Regions from separate parts of the Mus musculus genome. Here all the other regions are linked to region 1. The links are chromatin contacts, called in public HiChIP or PLAC-seq and promoter capture Hi-C maps. All regions are on one chromosome and are shown on one strand. Each heading gives the region's core, a stretch centred on a gene start, on an enhancer-like site or on the middle of the called end of the contact. The rest is flanking DNA. Distances are from core to core; before and after follow the strand shown.

Region 1 (3,207 bases), core at 285-2,784:
GAAAGCCGCTGGGTTTCAGGGAGGGCCAAACCGGCCCTTGGATGAAGAAAGAGACTGTGGGGAGGGTCATGTACTTCTTTATTTTTTAACTTACGTTTTTCATTTTTTTCCCCCTTTTGCTGTGTGAAATCTTTCAAGTTGCATTCACGACTGGTTAGTGCAAACTTCCCTTCCTCCCCGCTCCAGCTACCCTCGCCGTGTGTGCACGACTGTTCATATGAATGTGGGTGCGTGTGGCCGTGTCTGAGTTTGCGGGCACAGAAGCTAGGGGAGGGGAAAGAGGTGTCAACATGTATGTCATTTCCCACCCCAGTTTGGTGAGCACAGGGAACCCGAGTTTCTGGCCTTTACCCTGCTTCCATTCAAGTATATGCACCTTGATTTTTGAAGGGTCACGGGGGTGGGTGGGGTGTCGTTCCTCTCAGGAAGCAGACAGCAGAAAGAAAGGAGGAGGGAAGGCATTCCAGGGGTTAGGAGGTCTGGTGGGAGAGGAATCCAAGATTTTATTTCCAGATCACCACACAAGTGTACCTAAGTTTTGAGGGAGTTAATGGGAGACTATAGGCTACGGATCTCATGGATGCTCATCCCAGAGAAAAGTAAACACGGGCCTTGAGTTGTTCTGTAAAGCCACATAAGCCTGCCTACATCCACCGGCTGGGCTGTGTGTTCAGAAGCCTTGAGCCACGGACCTTCCAATAGAAACAGGGGTTAGGCAAGTTTAAAAGGCCCTGCCTAATAGCCCCAGACAGAAGGTGCTGAAGCCCAGAATTGCTCTCTGAGGCTAAAACAGGAAATCTGGTGTCTGAAGCAAATTTACAGGAGTTGAGGGGCAAGACGGGGGTGGGGTGAGTGGGTGGGGGAAGATTCATTTAGAGCAAACTGAACTTTGCAAATGGCATCTCTGTACTTTTATCACTAGCTCCATAGTCTTTTATTTTTGTATGTCTTTTCACTTTTCTCTCGGCTATCCTTTCTGCTAACTCTCCCTCATGACCCAGATATCGATCTCCTCAATCTAAACGCTTAATTCAGAGATGATTTTTTTTTTTTCTTTTGGAGCCCTATCTTGTATTTGTTCGTAAAACAGCATCGTCTCAACAGGGGCGCAGGTGACCCTGAACGAACAAGGAATATTTATTTCAGATCTTTCTATTCTGAGCTTCCTGTATATACCTTGCCAGCTTTAAAACATATGCCTGTAAGAAGACAGACAACCCAAAACTCCACCCCAAACATCAAACTCTCCACTTCCTCCCAAATAAAACACATCTTTTCTAACTAGCCATTTAAGACTTTGGAATAGTCCACTGGACTGGAAGGGGAAGTACGTCTGTAAATTCTCCCTTAATTCGATCTTGATTCTTATTATAATTCAGTAGAAAACCCATAGCGTTTTGGTTTTTTACTTTAACGCAGATGCCCGACTCACATAAAACAGTCCTTTTGGGTTTCCCTTCTTTATCCAATCCTCCCTCTCTCGTCTAGAGTCAAGTGGCTCTGCCCGCCCCGCCCCGCCCCGCCCCGCCCCGCCCCCGCCCGCGCAGGCGCAGACTGGTCGCTCTCAGCCGAGTGGCGGGAAAGGCTGCGACCCCGCACCTCAGGGCCTCAGGCTCTGCGAGGCTTCAGAGGACTCGCGGAGAGCGGGTGAGTGTGTCCGGAGGACCCAGGACCGACAACGGGCGTCCCTGAGGTGGTGGGACGGCGGGGCGGCGAGCAGCGGAGCAGTGAGCGGCTACTTTCCCGCCGCGCGGTTGAAGGGCGGGGGCGGGGCTCCCGGCGCGCACGCGCGTTCTGATCCTGCTCCCGGGCGAGCGCGCCGGAGACCTGCCGGGTTTTCGCGGGTCTCTGCACACCCCGAGCTCGGGCTAGGGAAGGGACGGTGAGGCCAGGATCTTCGAGTTCCGAGAGTAGAACAGAACCCTTCTGCAGTCCAGACCCGAAGACACAGTGGCCTGGAGGTCGTCAGGAGCCAGGATTCTCAGGCTTTGGGGTCTTCATAGGCCTGGTTCGATCCTCTTGCCTAAGAAGGACACAACCTCTAGGGGTGTCAGCTAGGACAAGAGCCATTAGTTAAGCTTCTTTCCTGGAGTGTCATTTCTTTGTCTTTGATGCTGTCACTAGAACCTTGTTTTGGAAAACAAAAATCAAAAAAACTGAAGCCCGTGGTTTTACATTTACTTTGAAACCCCATTTTGGTCGCGTACGGTTTTGCTTACCCAGGTGGGTGTCTTGCGTCCCTGACATTTTTCTCATCCAGTTTGACTTCCAACCTCAGGGAAAGGATGTGTTTGCTTCGCGTCCGCTCGTACCTCAAGGTACTTGAACTCCCTCTGCTGGAGAGTTCTTGTCACTTAAGTGCAGTTGCCCTAAATTCCAGTAATTCAGTTTATCCAGCCCTCCAAGCTAGTTACCCCACAGACAAAGCCTCAGCAGGTTGGGTTGCTTGTTACCAGCCTGAGGATTTGAATGAAGTCTTAGGGGCCCTCATGGTGGAAGGAGAGAACTGAATCCCATGAACAGGAACACACAGAAAGATGAATCATAAATAAAAGGACAGGGTCTCAGTCCTGGCTGGGCTGGAATTCTCTGTGTAGACCAGGCTAGCTTCAGACTCACTGGGGGAAAGGAGCTTGCAGTAGGAGTTTCAGCCCTTCATGGTAACATGATTAAAAGCAGACCCTGGCATGGTGGAGCACACCTTTATCACAGCAGGAGGATCTTTGTGAGTTTGAGACCAGCCTGGTCTACATACTGATTTCTAGGACAGTCAGGAGTACATGGACTAACTTTGCCCCAAAGTTGGGGGAAACATAAATAAATAAAAGAGTTTCTGTTTAATTTTTTTTGTGTGATGGAGCAAACACTGGATGTTGAAAGCATTCTTCAACTGAGACAGCTCTTTCATCTTTTTTTGGGGGGGGGGGGCAGCTTCTTAGGCCCACCTTTGGAAAAGACAGGTAGGAAAGGCCTTTGGTCTGTTACAGATGTGTGTGGGCATGCACATATTTATACATACATATACACACCTAAGCATGCACACAATACACCAGTGGTCTCCCTGGAAAAGCTGAGTGTCTTTGAGCAGAGTCGGATTGCATGTACAGAAGCTACCTCACCAGAGACCAGGTCTCTGAGAACGGAAGCTACCTCACCAGAGACCAGGTCTCTGAGAACGGGCCAGAAGAAAAGGCTCCTTCCAGTCCT
Region 2 (3,207 bases), core at 522-3,021, 920 kb before region 1:
AAGGACAGTTTTGACGACTCAAGCTGTGATCAATGTGAGTCAGGACTCTCCGAAGTGGGCCAAGTATATCTTCCCCTTTCTTGCCTTGAACCACTAGACAGTGTAGGGCAGCAGACAGAACTGGCTAAAATGCAGGGGAAATGGGTCAGGATGTTCATACAGAGGAAGGACAGGCTGCCCTCACCTCCCTGATACACGGATTCACCTGCAGTTCTGTTGCCTCCCATTCCAGCCACTGGTTGGTGAGATCATCTTGTTCCCAGCCACATAACAGAAAAAAATATCTGCCCAGGGAGAGAAAGTAAGTTGAAGCATCTGTCTAGTTCATGGATGAACCCACAGTAGAACAGTATTTGCAAATAAGGTCACAGAAAGATTAGTGATTCACCCTGATTTGGGCACCTCCCCACACCAAGAACCAATACTGACCGGCAGATTGCACTAGCAGAGAAGAGGTAGTTGCCACTATCCAGCTGCAAGACAGGGACCTTAGGCCGGGTAAGGAATGGTACCACACACTCTGAGACAGAGGAAAATGGGTGAAAATCAGGGGTAAGAAAATAAATGAGGAGGCTGGAGAGATGGCTCGGCTGTTAAAGAGCACTGACTGCCCTTCCGAAGGTCCTGAGTTCAATTTCCAGCAACCACATGGTGGCTCACAACCACCCGTAATGAGATCTGACACCCTCCTCCAGTAAATCTGAAGATAGCTGCAGTGTACTTAGATATAAGGCGGGGCGCAGCCTGAGCAAGCGGGGTTGACCAGAGCAAGCGGGGTTGACAGGAGCCAGCAGAAGTCCTGAATTCAAATTCCCAGCAACCACATGATGGCTCACAACCATCAGTACAGCTACGGTGTACTCATATATACATTAAATAAATAAGTAAATCTTAAAAGAAATGATTTGACGTCACATTGTGTGCTGGAGGCCTGGGTTTTCAATCTACAGTTTCGAAGGTAAGAACACTAACCGGGGAGGGGTGGTGGTGGAATATGCTAGAGGGGCCAGCTAGTGTTCAGTTGAGACTGCCAACTGCAAACAAGAGGTAGAGTCTACAGAGAGGTATAGAATAGTGCTGCAGTCAAGCTGTCAGGGAGGATCTGACCAGACAACTCTTAGAAAGTCACCCAAAAAAGTTGTCTGGGAATACGCAATAAACTTCAAGGACTGAGTGTGCACATGTCTGTACTGAGGTCCTGGAAGGAGAAAGGGGCTTCCCCAAAACGACACGGGAGGTTGGAGGTGATCGCGAGAGTGACCGGGCTGAGAGGGAGTTGCCATGATAGGTGGGTCCTGGAAAACTAACCAGAGGGGAGACTTAAAACGAGGTTTGAAGAGTACAGTGAGGGTAACTAAGGGAACTAACTTCAGAAGGGTTACGGAAACAAAGGTTGGCGTGACTAAAGTTAACGTTGAGTCGATTGGGGAACGGGCACTGGAGCCTGGCAAACAACTGTGAGATGAACACCCCTCACCCGCCGCCCACCGGCAGCCACTCCAGTACCTTCGGGGCCTACGGTGCTGATGAGCAGCTCCGCCCGACCCCGGGCCCTCGCGGCCGCAGCCAGCACGGGCAGGCTCCCCGGGGAACCCTCGCTCACGAACAGTCTCATCGTGCCTCGGAGCCCACGCTGATGCAATCGGAACCGGCCTCCCGCTCCTGGGTTAAGCTGCAAGGCACGTCGGGAAATGGAGTTCTGTGTCGGCCGGACGCTCGCGGTAGGCTCCAGGAAAGCCGACTACTCATCCCATCACGCACCATTACGAAACAGGAAATGGTTACCAACGAGACCCGGAAGTTGACGGTGCGGGCTAGCGTGGCACTCTGGGTCGGCCGGCTCCGAGAGGGTCCTTTGAACTGTTGAAGTCGGCCGCTGTAAAGCGATCCGATGGAGACGACGCGATGGGTGGCATTTTCTGATTCCTTACTGGTCGTTGAAGTGGTATCGCACGCGCCGATTCAAGTTGTTAAGGATCGGAGTTTTTAATTGGTTTGTGTGCGGGTAGTCCGAGAGCGTGGCGATGCATTTAGCTACAAGATTAAAAATCAGTTGGGGAACTGTGAGCAAACTTTAGTGTCAACGTGGAAATTAATGTGGCTGTCCATCAGCCACAAAGGATGTGGCTCGCGAACCTTTATTACTTAGGAATTGGGAATGTAGTTTAGTTAGTAAGCGTTTGCTTAGCATGTGCAAACCGCTGGGTTCACCCCCGGTACACAACACTGTGTGGTGGTGTGTCCACTCCTGTAATCCCAGCGTTGAAGAGGTGGTGATAAAATTATCATAAATTCGACGTTATCCTCTATTGCAAGCCAGCCTAAGCTACTAGGGATCTGTCAGTAAATCAGTGAGGAAGCCTGGAAAGATGGCTCAGCGGAGAACACAGGCCAGGCTGTCCTTTTCCTGGACTCTCCTTTGACCCATTTGCATGGTTGACAGTTGTCTGTAACTTGAGTCCTAGGGGAATCATGCGCCCTCTTCTGGTCTTCATGATTACTGCATGCATGTGGTGCAGAGACCTCCCTGCACTCGAAACCCCTTACAAATAAAAGAAAAAGGAGTTGGGTGTGGTGGGACACTCCCTTAATTCCAGGACTCAGAAGGCGAAGGCAGTTGGATCTCTTTGAGTTCAAAGCTATCCTGGTCTTTATAAACCTAGTCTCAAAAAAAAAAAGTGTGTGGTTTTTGTTTTGTTTTATTTTGTTCTTAATTAAAAATAAGGGGTTTAGAGATAACTCTGGTTCGGGAGCACTTGATGCTCATCCAAGCACACACATGACAGGCAGATCACAACCTTCTGTAACACTAGTGCCTCTTCTGGCCTCCATAGACCTGCCCAAAAATAGTACACTCAACTTGCAGGCAAGACCTTGATACACATTAAAAAAAAACAAAAATAAACCAAGCAAGCCCTGACATAAAAGTGAAAATGCACTAGTCTTCCATTTACATATAGCTAGACAATCACAGCAAAGGGAGATGAGAGTTATGCTACAAAAGGTCAAATTGAGGGGGAAGTGAGAGATTTCGCAACAAAGCCAAATAAACACATGCAAAGGGATATCTTATCTTTAAAAAAAAAAAGTATGAGGCTCTTCTCATACAGTGCCAGCCTCGTCCTGTAGACAGGATGGTGAAGGTCGGTGTGAATGGATTTGGCCGTAATGGGTGCCTGGTTACCAGGGCTGCCTTCTGCTCTGCAG
Region 3 (3,207 bases), core at 323-2,822, 710 kb before region 1:
CGCGCACCGTAGCTCGCGCTCTTTGACCCATATCCTCACGTCCTACCTCTGAGGCGATGAGCTCCAGGCCGCGACACTGTCTGTCCTTCTCCCTCTGCAGAAGCTCCCACATCTCAGGGTCACTGTCTGATAAACTCTCCTGGCCCGTCCAACCTCCAGCTGCTTCCCCAGCCTGCGTCTGGGCCACCTTGCTGTGCTGGGCCCGGGCAGCCATGCAGACCAGCTGACCACATCTCTGCAGAGGCTCAGGGCAGAAAGGCCAGGGTTAATTAAAAATTGTCCAGATCTCTTCTCCCAGCTGCCCTCAGTCATGGGTACAGATCGAGCCCTCTGGCTAAGTACGCAGCCTGGTCCGGCCAGCAGTCAGTGCTCTCTACCCCCACTTTCATCTTGAATAGCAAGTTCTAGAGTCAAAGGTTCAGATCATTATCCAAAGGGCAGTTTTGGTCAACTCTAACACAACGCATCCCTAATCACCCTGAGTGACTCTGCAAAGTCACAGAGCAAAGCTTGTGCCCCAGAAGCCCATGTCCCTCCAATTCAGGTGAGAGACACTGCGATTCCAGAGTCTCCCCACACACAGGAACAAAATGACCATCCTAAGGTCCTGGCTGCTCTTGTGGGGGACAGCGGTTCATCTTCCAGCACCCACAAAACAGCTAACAACCATCTGTAACTCCAGTTCCAAGAGATCTGATGCCCTCCTCTGACCTCTGTGGGTACCCAGGCATGCACGCAGTGCACACACAGTGCAGTTAAAATATTCATAAACATAAGAGGTGGACTTCCTGCAGGGCCTCCGGACATGAATACCTCCATGAGAGAAGATACCAAGCTAACAGGGCTTAACACCAGAGGCTTTTAAAGGGTGGTTTCCAGAGCAACCTTTAAAAAGTAGGAGGATAGACTTTTAAGCAGTTCTTGGAAAGAGTTGTGTACTGGCGGGAGTTGGGGTAGGCTGAAGGTGTTTGCCCAAAATCTTAATTTTATCTCACACTCACAGACACACACACACAGCACCTCGCTACCTCCTTCCTGCCCACACAGCAGCAGGACCCTTGCGTGATGAAAGTACTGAGGCTCGGTTGCATCATCTCCATAGCTCAGAGCTGGCGGGAAAAATTCAACTAGCGCATCGAAGCCGGGAACCCCACTTGTTTGCTAGGATATTGTTAACACAGCGTCTGCGGACCTTTACCTTAAGAGTCGTGTCAACTGGGTGACTACAAGACCCTACCTAGGTCGTCTGATCGCCAGAACTAGGGGCCCAGCCACCGCACATGTGCTGTCTCAGGGATTTCCTGGTTAAGCATCTGTTCCCCGAGGCCCCAGAACACGTGCAGCAAGGAGCCAGGAGAACCCCACTTTGGGTGGGCCTTTCCACTGATCATCCAGTAAACAGAACCCTGTTCTTACCCGAGTGGTCCGAAGCAAAGAGAAGGATACCATCGCTACAGGAGGCACAGGAGGACTAGCCACTAACTCTGTATCGGTGTAGTACCGGGGTCGAAAACCAGCTGCTCTTAGAACGCGTGCGCGAGAAAATTGCCCCCGTGAAGTTCGAGTGAAAGAGGCGTTCCCTGCGCATGCGCAGTACTGGGTTTTTTTAAAAAATTGCCTTCTGGGAATTGTAGTTTTTTACTTTGCTCTTTCCCATCTATACAAGTCCCGGTATGGAGAGCTTTGCCTGAAAAGTTCTTAGACTTAAAGCTCCTCCATGTCCTTTCTTGAAGCTCTTCAGAGTTTCTGTTTTGTTTTTCCTTCCGGTTTTCCAGGCAAGCGCTTTTTGGTTTGTTTGTTTGTTTGTTTATTTTCGTGTGGTTTATGCCTACCAAGCATATCTAGCATATGGTTCTCAGGGAGATTTAAAACATATTTAGAAGATAAATACACACAGTGAAAGCAGATATAGTTTGAAAGGGTAAAAGACTCAAATCCTTGCTTTAGGATTACAACACAAAGTCCTCCGTTTCTTCCAATGTTAAACCATGACATTGTCATTCCAGTACTAGGGAAGTGGAGACAGAGAGATTGAAAGGTCAAGGCTAGTAGCCTCAGCTACATGTGAAGTTAGAGGACAGTGGACCTCAGATGAGCCTGTCACACTTTGCCCACTCCAACACAAAGAGCTTGTAGAAGGGATTAAATGAAACTTCGCATTCGGACGCTGGCTCCGGTGGGTTGTCCTCTTCCCCTGACTCACAGCCTGCCTCCTCTGTGTCTATCCAGCTGTCAGGTGAGAGCAGAGTAGCCATCCCTCCTCTTCTCACACGGTTTGCATTCGTTTCTTATTTACATCTCCCTTACTCCCCAGCAGTCGCCCACTTCTTTTTTTGTTTTTGTTTTTTTTGGGGGGGGGGTTGTTTTGTTTTGTGTTTTGTTTTTTTGTTTTTGTTTTTGTTTTTTGTTTTTGTTTTTTGAGACAGGGTTTCTCTGTGTAGCCCTGGCTATCCTGGAACTCACTCTGTAGACTAGGCTGGCCTCGGACTCAGAAATCTGCTGGCCTCTGCCTCCTGAGTGCTGGGATTAAAGGCGTGCGCCACCACCGCTTGAGGACATCTTCTTAAGGCCTCTGCTCAGAGACACACAACCAAACCTCTTGGGGATTCCAGGAAGCAGTGGTTTTGAGAACCATTGGCCTCTGATAGCCATTTTATACCTTTACTCATTCAGTAGACATTTAGCCATGCCTTAGCCCTGGAGACACAAGGGGCTCACTAATAGTGACCCAGACAACACGAAACACTTCACTTTGTTCTCTTATACCCAGATAAGAGGGAGGGAGGGAGGGAGGGAGGGAGGGAGGGAGGGAGGGAGGGGGGGAAGGGGGGAAGGGAGGGGGGAGGGATGGATGGAGGGAAGGAGGGAGACAGAGACAGAGACATAGCCCTGTGAGTCAGGTTTTGGTGGTGGTTTTTGGGTTCAGTTTTTTTGGGGGGAGGTGGGGTGGAGTTGTTTTTTGGTTTTTGGAGACAGGGTTCCACTGTATATCACTAGCTGTCTTGGAACTCTCTGTGTAGACCAGGCTGGCTCAAACTCACAGAGCTCTGCCTGCCTCTGCCTCCCCAGTGCTGGGACTGAAGGGGTGTGCCACCACTGTGCTCACTGTGAGGTCTTTGTTCTGTTTCCTTTTCAGTGCTAGAGATAGAATCTAGGGGCTTATGTATGTATGCTGAGTGTTTTGTTTGTTTAAAAGACTTATTTACT
Region 4 (3,207 bases), core at 340-2,839, 610 kb before region 1:
CCTGGGCAAGTCTTGAACTGGGGACTCATGGAAGAGGAAAAACAGCTGACAGAAATAGGGACGAGGGGCATGCAATTCCCCCAAAACAACACAGCAGCCCAAACCTAACTAATATACAAAGTGTATGTATGAAGTGAGACAGGGCTGGGCTTTACACATTTACTAAATGAGCAGGATTGGGGGCATGGTCATAACCCCCATCCCAACCTCCAACTCTCCTTCCAACCCAAACTGTGATCAAGCCTGAAATCGGGGAGACAGAGCTTCCTCTGAACCCCTCCCCAGCGTTCCAGACCATTCTCCAGTCTCTTCCAGAATGATGACATCTGACGTTTTTCCTCTCATCTTAAAGCTCCCAGGAATTAAGAAGGGAAAGCCAGCCATAAGCGTCACCAGACCCCTCCATCCCTCAACCGGGCTCCTGACTGAGGCCCTCAGCGGGGAGCTGCTCACTTCGGAACCCAGGCAGGCAGCCCAGGATTCTGGACCCGGGCCTCCATGCCTGGGATGCAGGGCTCATTCCACACCCAAACAGGGGGCCCTGCCTATCCCCACCCACAGCTTTCTCGGCCTGCCTGCCCTTTGGCCAGCAGGGCACCCCTAGCCGGCTTTGCCTTCCAGCCTTCAGAGTCCACTGCAAAAGGCCCTCCGCCCCCTTTTGCAGCGGTACACAGCAAATCCGGATTCCTTCACAATTCAGATGGGGGTGGGGGGGCGGGAGGGTGGAGGATGTAGGGGAGGCAGAGGCCCTCCCGTACCAGAGATAGGAAGAGAAGGCCTCTTAATCCCAAGATCAGAAAAAGGGGGAGCCCTCTTTTCCTACCCAGGCCTCTGGTCTTTGTCTGAGCTGGGGGGCCCTGGAAGCATCATTTGTCCCAGGCTCCCATCCCCCAAATCAGACCCCATCCCCGCCCCCAGTCAGGCCTCTGCTGTGTCAGCTGGACTGGGATAACAAAAGGCACCCCCTCCCGCGTCTCCCTTCCCCATCCAGACGCAGGAGTGGGGGTTGGGGAGGGGGAGCCCCCAGGGGTCCATGGGGGCCGCCGGAATCTCACTCACCATCCATAGTGGCCCCGGAGACCAGAGCTGAAAGCAGCGGCAGCAGCAGCAGCAACGGCGGGGTCAGCATGGTGTGGGCCGATGCAAACAGCAGCCCCCACCCTCTGGTCCTGTTACTTCTTGTCCTCGCCCCCCCCAATTGGGGGGTCCCCCTTTATCTTCCTCTCCCCGACTCTTCTATTCTTATCCTTTCCTTAAGCAAAGCGAACCAGGGGCATAGGTGAAATGGTACAGTTCCGAGCCCCCTGGGAAGGGCCTGCTGACGCGGGTGCGCCCCCTGCCCCCAAATTCGAACCCTTCACCCCTGCTTTACTCCTCGCTCCTCTCCCCCTCCCAGGGCGAAGCTCACAGCCCCATCTCGGAGCCGCCTCTGGCTGCAAAAATGCACAATTGGGAGGAGGCGGGGTGGGGGGTGGGGGGCGTGGACCCGATGGGGGTGCCTTGGTAGGGGCCTGATGGAGCACTAGGGGCTCCCCCGTTTCCGCCTCCTCAGTGCACTGGCCTGGAGCTCGCACCGCTGCTCCCCTGACTGAAGTGCCGCGGGGGGGGGGGGTGGGGGGGAGGAGGGAGGGGGGTGTTCAGAGGGGAGAGGGAGGGGACAGGGAGAGGAGGGAAGGAGGGAAGGGGCGGGGAAAGAAAAAAAGAGGTGGGGGGGGGGGGAGAAAGAGCTACGCGGCAATCCTGACAGTGCGCATGCGCTGATTTGGCGCGCTGCCCTGGGGAGGGGGAGTCGGAGGCGCTACAAGCTTTGGAGTTCTGGGAAGCGGTCCGAGAGTGGGAGTCCCCGGGCACCCTGTCCTCTAACTGCGTCTACCTCATCCCAGCGCTCCCTAGAGCCGGTAGAGCCAAGGGTGGGAATGGGGTAAGGGGCAAGGAGAGCTGCGCTCTAGTGCCTCTTTAAAACTCTATGTCACACCCCAGGATTTCAGATCCCCTCAGTGGGGTCCCGAGCCGCTGTCTAGGCGGAGGCCTGATTTCCTTGGGGAAACCCAGACAGTGCCTCCCTAGCCTAGGGTGGGGGCAGGGGTGGCCGGTCCGCCGGGAAGGTGCGGGAAAGGCTGAGCTTTGATTTGGAGACTTTGTAAGAACCGGTCTGGGATTGGGGCCTGCGTCCTCAGGAGGCGGAGTGAAGGAGTGGCCACATGGACCCGCCCCCACCTCGCTCCAGGGCTCAGAGTAAACAGGGACACCCGCGGGGACACGCTGCAGCTTGTCGGCCCGCCTTGGGCTCAGGGATGGAGCCCACCTTAGTACCCGCCCAGCCCTGCTCGCCTGGCACGGGGCGCAGGAGAGGCAGGCTCTGGTTTGGAGAGAGGTGACTCACCAGAGGGTGGGGTTGGGGTAGAGCCATCCCCTTTCGCCCTGAGAGGTCAGGCTCGATTTTTTTTTTGTTTGTTTGTTTTGTTTTTGATACCTTCTGACTGGCCTCCCACCAAGTCAGGGTTTCAGATGCCAAACTACAGGGAGTTGGAATGAAGGACTCCAGAGCTCCGCTACCAGACACCAGTCCTAGGGGGCTGTGTGCTGAGTGCCGGACCTTTGTCCCCAGTCTCAGTCGGTTTGGGAACGGTACTCTGGAGTCCAGAAAGCATCGGGCGGTTCCTAGGGCCGGCGAACGTGCTTCCGGCCACTGCCCTCTTGTGGGCGACGTTTGAAGACTGTAACCCTTAGTGTCTGACTTTCTCTGTGACCTGAAGTGAAAGTTCTGGAAAGCTCAGCAGGCGACATCCCTGGCTAGAGATGAACTTTAAAGACCAGGGACCAGTACACTAACTCCACAGGAGTGACCCCCACACACACTCCAGCCTGTCACTGGCAGAAAATAGACTTGTCCATTAATGACTGAGAGCCTTTCTTCAATGAGAGCTTATGCGGCTCACGGACAGGCTAACTGTATAGTCTCCCAGGCTGGACTCTCAGGATCCATCTTTCCTCCGTCCAGTTTCCAGCCTGTGCTCAAGTAGAGGCCTGATGTCTTTCTTCCTTTTGAAATATACTGAAGGTTTCCTCCTCCTCCTCTTCCTTCTCCTCCTCCTCTTCTTCTTCCTCTTCTTCCTCCTCCTCCTGTTCCTCCTCCTCCTGTTCCTCCTCCTCCTCCTTTTTTTTTTTTTTTTTTTTTTTCTAGCACAGGGTTTCTCTCAGCAGGGG
Region 5 (3,207 bases), core at 193-2,692, 590 kb before region 1:
TTCAAGGCCATCCTGGGCTACATGACCCTTTGTCTCAACAACAGCATCAACAACCACAGTCCAACCAAGTAGCTGAGCAACAACAACAACAACAAAAGTACCTCCTGCTTGCTGTTTACTAGGTGACCAGAGTTCCTCTGAGCCTTTATGTATCAGTATATTCTATTCTCACAACCCCACAGCTTAAGCCACTCTGCGTGCTCCGTCCTACAGATAATGAACCAGCCAATTCTGCAGTTAGCATCTTTGGCAGGACTTGAACACAAATAGGTCTTGCTCAGAGTCCATGATTATATTATATGTACATGTACAGTTTGCTCTGGCACCTGGGTGGATCTAAGTTTGCACTGTGTACAGTGCCCACGGATGTGCAGTGGAGGAATCAGCTCAGGCACCAGGGGGCGCCAGAAGCCTGGCTTTTGCTCTTTCAGCCCAGCCCTGAAAGGCAATGGAAAGCCAAAATTCCAACTTGACACAGCCACCCTCAGACTATCCCTCCATACACTCGACTTTCAGGTTTGGCCTTTTGTTATCCTCCCCAACAAAAACTACAGGACAGTCCTCTGGTTATGATGGTGATTCAGAGGCTGAACAAGGGGCGTGTGTGTGTGTGTGTGTGTGTGTGTGTGACTCTAAGAGGCTCTGAGGGCTGTCATGTGTGAGAGCCTGCTGCTACATGTGTAAAGCTCAGACACGCGCGTGTGCGTGTGTGTATGTGTGTGTGTATGCGTGTGTGTGTGTGTGTGTGTGTTTTCTTGTGGCCAGGGAAATTGCACATATTTGTTTTGGGGTGTGTCTCAGTGTTTACCTCAGAAACAGATAGGAACTTTGCCAAGGTTGCACAGCATATTCACATTCAAACTTGGCACCCTGGCAGCCCTCAGTGGCTATCACTAGGGTTTGGGACGTGGTATCCCCGAATGAATTCCTTTTCCTCCAAGGGACTCCCGGAGACTTCCAGAATTCTGAGCTAAGGGTTCCCCTCCCCCACTTCCTCCCTACAGTATCACGGGACTTCTAAGGCGTTCCTGCCTTGGAAGGAGGTGAGCCTAATTGTGCAGGGGCCTCGGGCTCCCAGCTGTTTTTCAGGGTCCTCCACTGGAGGACGCACACAACCCAGATGTCCCATAGCACAGTTCCCCGAGGTCCCAATCTCTGGCCCGGAGAAAGTTTGTGTGGTAGCTAGGCAGTTCGGGGTGGCATGCCTCTGCCAGATATTAGGTGACTTTTCCGAGGAGTGGGGAATGGATCAGTGCTAAGGGGATTAGAGTAAAGGTCAGCCTCCCTCCAGTGTGGTTCAATGGAGCTCCAGCTTTGCCCTCCCCACTACGTGCTTCCCCACCGGGTACATACAGGTTCACCCCACTTTCTTCCTCTTCCTCCTCCAGCCCACTTTCTCTTCTCTGTGTCGTCAGAGCGCCAGGGAGGGACCTGGGCAGACAGAGAAGCCGGAAACAGCAGGCCGGGGCAGCCAGGGTTTACAGTGAAGAAGGCCCGGAGACGAGTGCGTGCGTGCCTGTGTGTGTGTTTGTGTGTGTGTGCGCGCGCTCGAGCGTGTGCGCGCGTGCCTGTGTGCATATGTGTGTGTGTGTCTGTACACATTGAGTTTTTAGGGCCAGCCCAGGACCCGCTGGACAGACCTACAGACCCATGGGGCTTGGTAGTGCCCTCTGAGAGAGGGAGAAGATAGCAGCGGGGCTGCTGAGGTGAGGGGACGTCTGCGAGTAGGGAAGGTTATGGGGGGGCTTTGACGAACCACGAGGGATGGATTTTCGGGGCCTCTCGGATCCTCCCCCCTGGGCGGGGCAGTTGGTCCCCTGAAAATAGTTTCATCTGGGGTTAGCTGACGGCACTGGGTTTTGGCAGTTTCCAACTTTCGAAGGACTCGGGTGGGTACAGGCCTCCACATTCCGGTCCCCAACGTGTCGCGTCACTTTCCCCAATCCTCAGCCCTGCGCCTCCTGGGTCTTGGGACAGTCGCTGGGCAGAGGAGAAGAAAGGTTCTCTGGGTTGGGGGACATGGCTGCCTTTCCCTAGAAGTTGATGCTCCAGGGTCCCCGAGCCTGTCCAACCCCTAGCTGCTGCCCGCTAAAGGTTCCTACTCAGGGTGTGGCTGGAGGGTGAGAGAGACCCAGATGTAGATCTCATGGTGCCCCAGAGGAGGGGGACTTTCCCCCTCACTTTTTTGGCCGCAGTAAACCCTGAGATTTCCCCGTGGAGGGCAGCCGGCTGGGGGTTAACCCTCCTCATGCTGACCTGGCTCCACCTCCTCCCACCCTTTCCCACCCCCACCAGCGCCGCCACCGTCATATATACACGCACATTGGACAACTCAGGGAAGCCCTTGACTTTTGATATTGGGGTCACACGGCCAGCGGACTCGGAATGCGGGAGTGGAGGGGATAGATTTAGGCCACCAAGCTTACGAAGAAGCTTCTAGGTTGTCGGGCTTCCCCTACGGCGGGGAGGGGGAGCCTGGAAGGGAAAGCTCGCCCCGCCTCTTGAAGTGTAGCTCCGCCTTCCCACCCTAGGGGACTGATCTCAAGAAAGGACGGTCCTTGTCCTAGCCCGACCTATAGACCCTGCAACGTTACCGGCAGCTCAGGAGAAAAATATGGCTTAATGGCGTCTGGGGTGGGGGAAGGATGAGACTTGAGTCACTCTACAGGGAGATTTAGAGGAAATTGGAGCTGTTCCTGGCTTGGCGGTCCCAGTCCCCAGTAGGGTAAGGATAGGGCCAAAGGTCTGGAATCCGAACATTCCAGAGACTGGGAGGAAAAGGGAACAGAATCCTCTCTTAAATTTGAAAATAAGACAAATGTGACTCTTCGGGATGCCCCACCCAACGGGGTAGACAGTTTTAGAGCAAAGTCTGGTTGGAGGACCCTATGCAAGAGTTGAAGACTCTGCCTTTGGGAGTGAGAACTCAGGGAGTGGGAGAGCAACCGGGAAGATGGTTAAGGGTAGGCAATGTCCTGTGAAGTGGCCTCCTTCTCTTCTATATGGGAGTCCTGTGGGAGTTAAGAGGCTCAAAAGGCAGGAGGAATTGGGGAGACCCAGGGAGTTTCCATCCCATCTTCCTCCTCCTCCTCTCTGAGAGGTCATTATAAACTGAGAGCCATCCCTCCCATCAACCACTGAGCCATCCCCCTCAACCCAGCCCACTCTGAGGCCCCTGAGAGACTCAGGAGCCAGCACTCTGCTCCC
Region 6 (3,207 bases), core at 489-2,988, 520 kb after region 1:
GCAATTGATGAACAAACAGATACGGGCTGGTAGGCTTGGGCCAGAATGGTTGCCTGACTTAATGCTAGCTACACTCTAGGTTCCACTCCCCAGCATCCCTCCCTCCACCATACCCAAATGCAGGAGGAAGCAAAGGCATAGGTGAGGGATTATCACACACACAAAGTGAGGGATTAGAAGTATACATGTAGCCGGGCCGTGGTGGTGTACACCTTTAATCCCAGTACTTGGGAGGCAGAGACAGGCAGATTTCTGAGTTCGAGGCCAGTCTGGTCTACAAAGTGAGTTCCAGGACAGCCAGGGCTATACAGAGAAACCCTGTTTCGAAAAAAAAAAAAAAAAGAAAAGAAAAGAAAGAAGTATACACGTGTAAAAACATGTAGTGCATGCAAATAGCATTAAAGTCATTTTGAGACTTGAATTGAAAGGAGAGAGGTTAAAGCTGGGAGAATTGCAAGGAGGACAATGTGTGAGCTTTTGAAAACTTAGTTGAGGTTCTTATTAGCCTGTTTTGTTTCTTTTTTTTTTTTTTTTTTTTCCTTTTGGTTTTTTTTTTTTTTTTTTTTTTTGGTTTTTCGAGACAGGGTTTCTCTGTGTAGTCCTGGCTGTCCTGGAACTCACTCTGTAGACCAGACTGGCCTCGAACTCAGAAATCCTCCTCCCTCTGCCTCCACTGGGATTAAAGGCGTGCGCCACCACTGCTCGGTTGTTTTGTTTTAAAGTAGAACATATTGTCTACTACTGAAGTACTAATATTTCCCCACTTCTCAATTTGAGAGGCACTGTTGGACGTTAGTGTAAGCCAAAGTTGGGCAATAGAAGAGGGTGAAAGAGTTAAGGAAAAAGCTTTGTAGGAGGAGGGCAGACACCTGAGGAGAGGAGCTTGAGCCAGCACCTTCCTGACAGAAGAGGAAACAAGTTTAACAGGATTTAGCCCCAGAGGAACTAAATTGCTGATGGAGGAGGGGAGGGACCGGACCGGGCTTTGGCGCTCCTTCCAAGAACAAGGCACAACCTAACAAAGGGAGTGGCCTCACTGTCCCGGTAGATTTAAGGGTGGAACTGCTCGCGGTAGCCAAAGCTAATCCGAAGTGTGGGGCGCGGCTAATTAGAATACTGACTGGGTCCGCCCCAAAAGCCTTCACCCCGTGCCCTCTGACCCGAGAGGATCCAGTACTGAGCAGCAGGCCAAGAAGTTACCTCGCCGGCCGCTGAATCCCCAGGGCTGCCCGCCCCAGTTCAGTCATGGAAACCGCCAGCACCCCCGAGGCCACGGGGACAGGTGACCGACTCGCAGTGCGCCGATCTTTGCGCACCCCTTCGTAGGTCTCTGATCAGTTAACCTGGGCGGCCGAGAGTGGTCGGCGTGCCGAGTAGACCTGCCCACTTTTAAGTGTTAGCCCGGGTTTTCGTGTATCCCTGGGGCTTCTTTGCCCATGCCAACACGCGCCCTAGGGTTTGGTGCAGGCGAGGGGCCTTGCATATTCCTTTCCTCTTTTACCAGCTTTCCTGCTGGGTCCCGGTGGGCCTTGAGCCTGCGAGGACTGTCTGGGATAAGGCTTATGCCCAAACTTCTCTCCGAGCCCTAGGGATTGTTTTATATACATCAGGAGGTCAACAGTGGCGTCGGTGGTAGTCTAAGAGCCCATGACTGTGAGCGTCTTACACTCGCCTTTTCCGCCTCCCGCGTCAGAGAAATGGTGCAGTCTCTCTTTAAGATTAAAATGGTGGCTTGCTAGGATGAGGACTCCACTTCCGGCGGGGAGGGGGGCGGGACCCCAGCCCGCTCACGCCGGAAGTGGTTCGGGTTCTCAAGATGGCGACTCCCTATGTAACTGACGAGACCGGCGGTGAGTGCGGGGATCGCGGAGCCGCCTCTCCCGGGATTCTTGGGTTAGGGGTTCGGACTTGGAAAAGGGTTTGTGCCACGCCCATCCCGGGGCTCCTCCTTTGCCACGCCCCCGTACCGCCTTCCCCATTCATTCCTTTTGGGTTGTTACCTGCGCCCCCTTCTGGTCTCGTGTTTTTTGGGGGGGGTCTCTGCTTCCGGTCTCCCAAACCCTGGGGTCCTCCAATGTCCCCTGCTCCGGGACCCTTAGGCGCTTCAGCTCTTTCTAGCTGTTGGAGTCCCGTACCTTTGCAAGGTTCTCCAGCATTATGGGCTCCTGTGCTCAGTTCCCTCCAATTCCAACCCCCTTTCTCCCTCCCCCATTTCTTACTGTTGTACCTGCTCTCTACCCTTCCCTGTTTTCATTCTTTCTCTCCGGGCTGTGTCTGCTGATGATCTCATTGCTACATAGTGCTTTCTTCTTCACTCTTTGCCCCATCTTCATTGGGTGGGGGTGGGGGTGGGTGTCACTGAAATCCAGACGTGTGAAGGGAAGAGGAATTTAACTTTCAACTTGACTTTTCTCCTTGGTGGAGTTTTCCATTTAAAGTGGGAGAAAACAAACAGGAAAGTATCTACTGGCCTTTCTCTCAACGTCTTTGATAATTGATAGAACCCCATGATTTCTTAAAGGTTGAGTAGCACTTCAGTCGAGCTGTCTGAAATGTTGGAAGTCAGCTGTTTGTGTGTGAAGCTGAGAATCGGTTTTATGTTTTTGTCTTGTTTGTAGTTGCCTTGTCTTTAGGATAATGTGCAATATTGACTTCGAGATGATCAAATAGATATTTGGAAGACGTAGTGCAAGTACCCGGTGACTGTTTTTGTAGCCTTCATCTTGGTCTTCATATGTGACTAGGGTTTTGTAGAAGTGATCCTGTGATTGTGCGGTAATGCACGGTGTGTTTTAAAATGTGCCATTTATGCTTCTTGGTTTGCTTTAAATGTTCCTTATTAAAATTAAAAGCATGAGCCACTGTGCCCAACCTTTAAAAAGCAACTTTCATCTTTAACACTCCAATCCCCAGATGTGATCTCACTATGTGGCCCTGGCTGGCCTAGAGCTCACTGTGTAGACCAGGCTGGCCTTGAACTCATAGAGATCCACTTACCTCTGCTTCCCAAGTTGTGGGATTAAAGGCGTCTAATACCATGACAGGCAGTTTGCAGCTTTTAATGTGTACCTTCTTATTCTTTTTATATTCCATCTGGCCCCTGCCCTGCTATAGAGATAGTTTCTGTTCTTTGTGGCTCTGTAGAAGAGGAAAATAAGCTGTTCTTTTGCCTCTCTGCTTTTCAAATGCAATTTTAGCAAAACGGCA

What was found. Promoter capture Hi-C pulls out the DNA fragments that hold promoters and counts their contacts. HiChIP or PLAC-seq counts read pairs in DNA pulled down with a chosen protein or histone mark.
Region 2: a contact with region 1 is called in an H3K27ac HiChIP or PLAC-seq map of embryonic stem cells, with 8 times the contacts expected there. The contact joins the promoter of Mars1 here to the promoter of Timeless in region 1. A contact is called at or near these places in 8 of 39 promoter capture datasets (the C10 cell line, the SN4741 cell line, embryonic stem cells and 4 more), 1 of 484 Hi-C or Micro-C datasets (B cells), 4 of 115 datasets of contacts at active chromatin or transcription factors (acute myeloid leukemia, embryonic stem cells, stem cell-derived neural progenitor cells and 1 more) and 4 of 9 other capture datasets (adipose tissue, embryonic stem cells, macrophages and 1 more).
Region 3: a promoter capture Hi-C map of stem cell-derived epiblast-like cells shows a contact between it and region 1, with 2.0 times the contacts expected there. The contact joins the promoter of Shmt2 here to the promoter of Timeless in region 1. A contact is called at or near these places in 17 of 39 promoter capture datasets (the 3T3-L1 cell line, the C10 cell line, cranial neural crest and 8 more), 10 of 115 datasets of contacts at active chromatin or transcription factors (bone marrow-derived macrophages, craniofacial prominence, embryonic forebrain and 4 more) and 3 of 9 other capture datasets (liver, macrophages and pancreatic islet).
Region 4: a contact with region 1 is called in an H3K27ac HiChIP or PLAC-seq map of extraembryonic endoderm stem cells, with 2.9 times the contacts expected there. The contact joins the promoter of Lrp1 here to the promoter of Timeless in region 1. A contact is called at or near these places in 3 of 39 promoter capture datasets (cranial neural crest, maxillary cranial neural crest and stem cell-derived epiblast-like cells), 8 of 115 datasets of contacts at active chromatin or transcription factors (bone marrow-derived macrophages, embryonic forebrain, embryonic hindbrain and 5 more) and 2 of 9 other capture datasets (liver and macrophages).
Region 5: a promoter capture Hi-C map of pre-B cells shows a contact between it and region 1, with 7 times the contacts expected there. The contact joins the promoter of Stat6 here to the promoter of Timeless in region 1. A contact is called at or near these places in 10 of 39 promoter capture datasets (the C10 cell line, the SN4741 cell line, cranial neural crest and 7 more), 1 of 484 Hi-C or Micro-C datasets (CD8 T cells), 8 of 115 datasets of contacts at active chromatin or transcription factors (the SCID.adh cell line, bone marrow-derived dendritic cells, bone marrow-derived macrophages and 3 more) and 3 of 9 other capture datasets (adipose tissue, liver and macrophages).
Region 6: a promoter capture Hi-C map of pre-B cells shows a contact between it and region 1, with 2.7 times the contacts expected there. The contact joins the promoter of Pym1 here to the promoter of Timeless in region 1. A contact is called at or near these places in 3 of 39 promoter capture datasets (the C10 cell line, neutrophils and pre-B cells), 2 of 484 Hi-C or Micro-C datasets (CD4 T cells and CD8 T cells) and 1 of 9 other capture datasets (adipose tissue).

Annotation. Positions count from the first base shown.
Region 1 is chr10:128,230,529-128,233,735 of GRCm38.p6, forward strand. It overlaps Timeless (timeless circadian clock 1), which reads left to right and starts at 1,535. Exons shown (of 29, transcript NM_001164081.1): 1 at 1,535-1,647. It overlaps Mip (major intrinsic protein of lens fiber), which reads left to right. Exons shown (of 4, transcript NM_008600.5): 4 at 1-1,284. Gm26847 (a long non-coding RNA gene) reads right to left here and starts at 2,535. Exons shown (of 2, transcript XR_380941.4): 1 at 2,220-2,535; 2 at 62-2,127.
Region 2 is chr10:127,310,015-127,313,221 of GRCm38.p6, forward strand. Mars1 (methionine-tRNA synthetase 1) reads right to left here and starts at 1,772. Exons shown (of 21, transcript NM_001003913.2): 1 at 1,507-1,772; 2 at 430-520; 3 at 206-284; 4 at 1-124. The coding sequence starts at 1,615. It also overlaps the pseudogene Gm6283.
Region 3 is chr10:127,520,872-127,524,078 of GRCm38.p6, forward strand. It overlaps Shmt2 (serine hydroxymethyltransferase 2 (mitochondrial)), which reads right to left and starts at 1,573. Exons shown (of 12, transcript NM_028230.4): 1 at 1,417-1,573; 2 at 47-244. The coding sequence starts at 1,449.
Region 4 is chr10:127,619,559-127,622,765 of GRCm38.p6, forward strand. It overlaps Lrp1 (low density lipoprotein receptor-related protein 1), which reads right to left and starts at 1,590. Exons shown (of 89, transcript NM_008512.2): 1 at 1,060-1,590. The coding sequence starts at 1,129.
Region 5 is chr10:127,641,544-127,644,750 of GRCm38.p6, forward strand. It overlaps Stat6 (signal transducer and activator of transcription 6), which reads left to right and starts at 1,443. Exons shown (of 22, transcript NM_009284.2): 1 at 1,443-1,706.
Region 6 is chr10:128,746,717-128,749,923 of GRCm38.p6, forward strand. It overlaps Pym1 (PYM homolog 1, exon junction complex associated factor), which reads left to right and starts at 1,739. Exons shown (of 3, transcript NM_001170869.2): 1 at 1,739-1,850. The coding sequence starts at 1,817.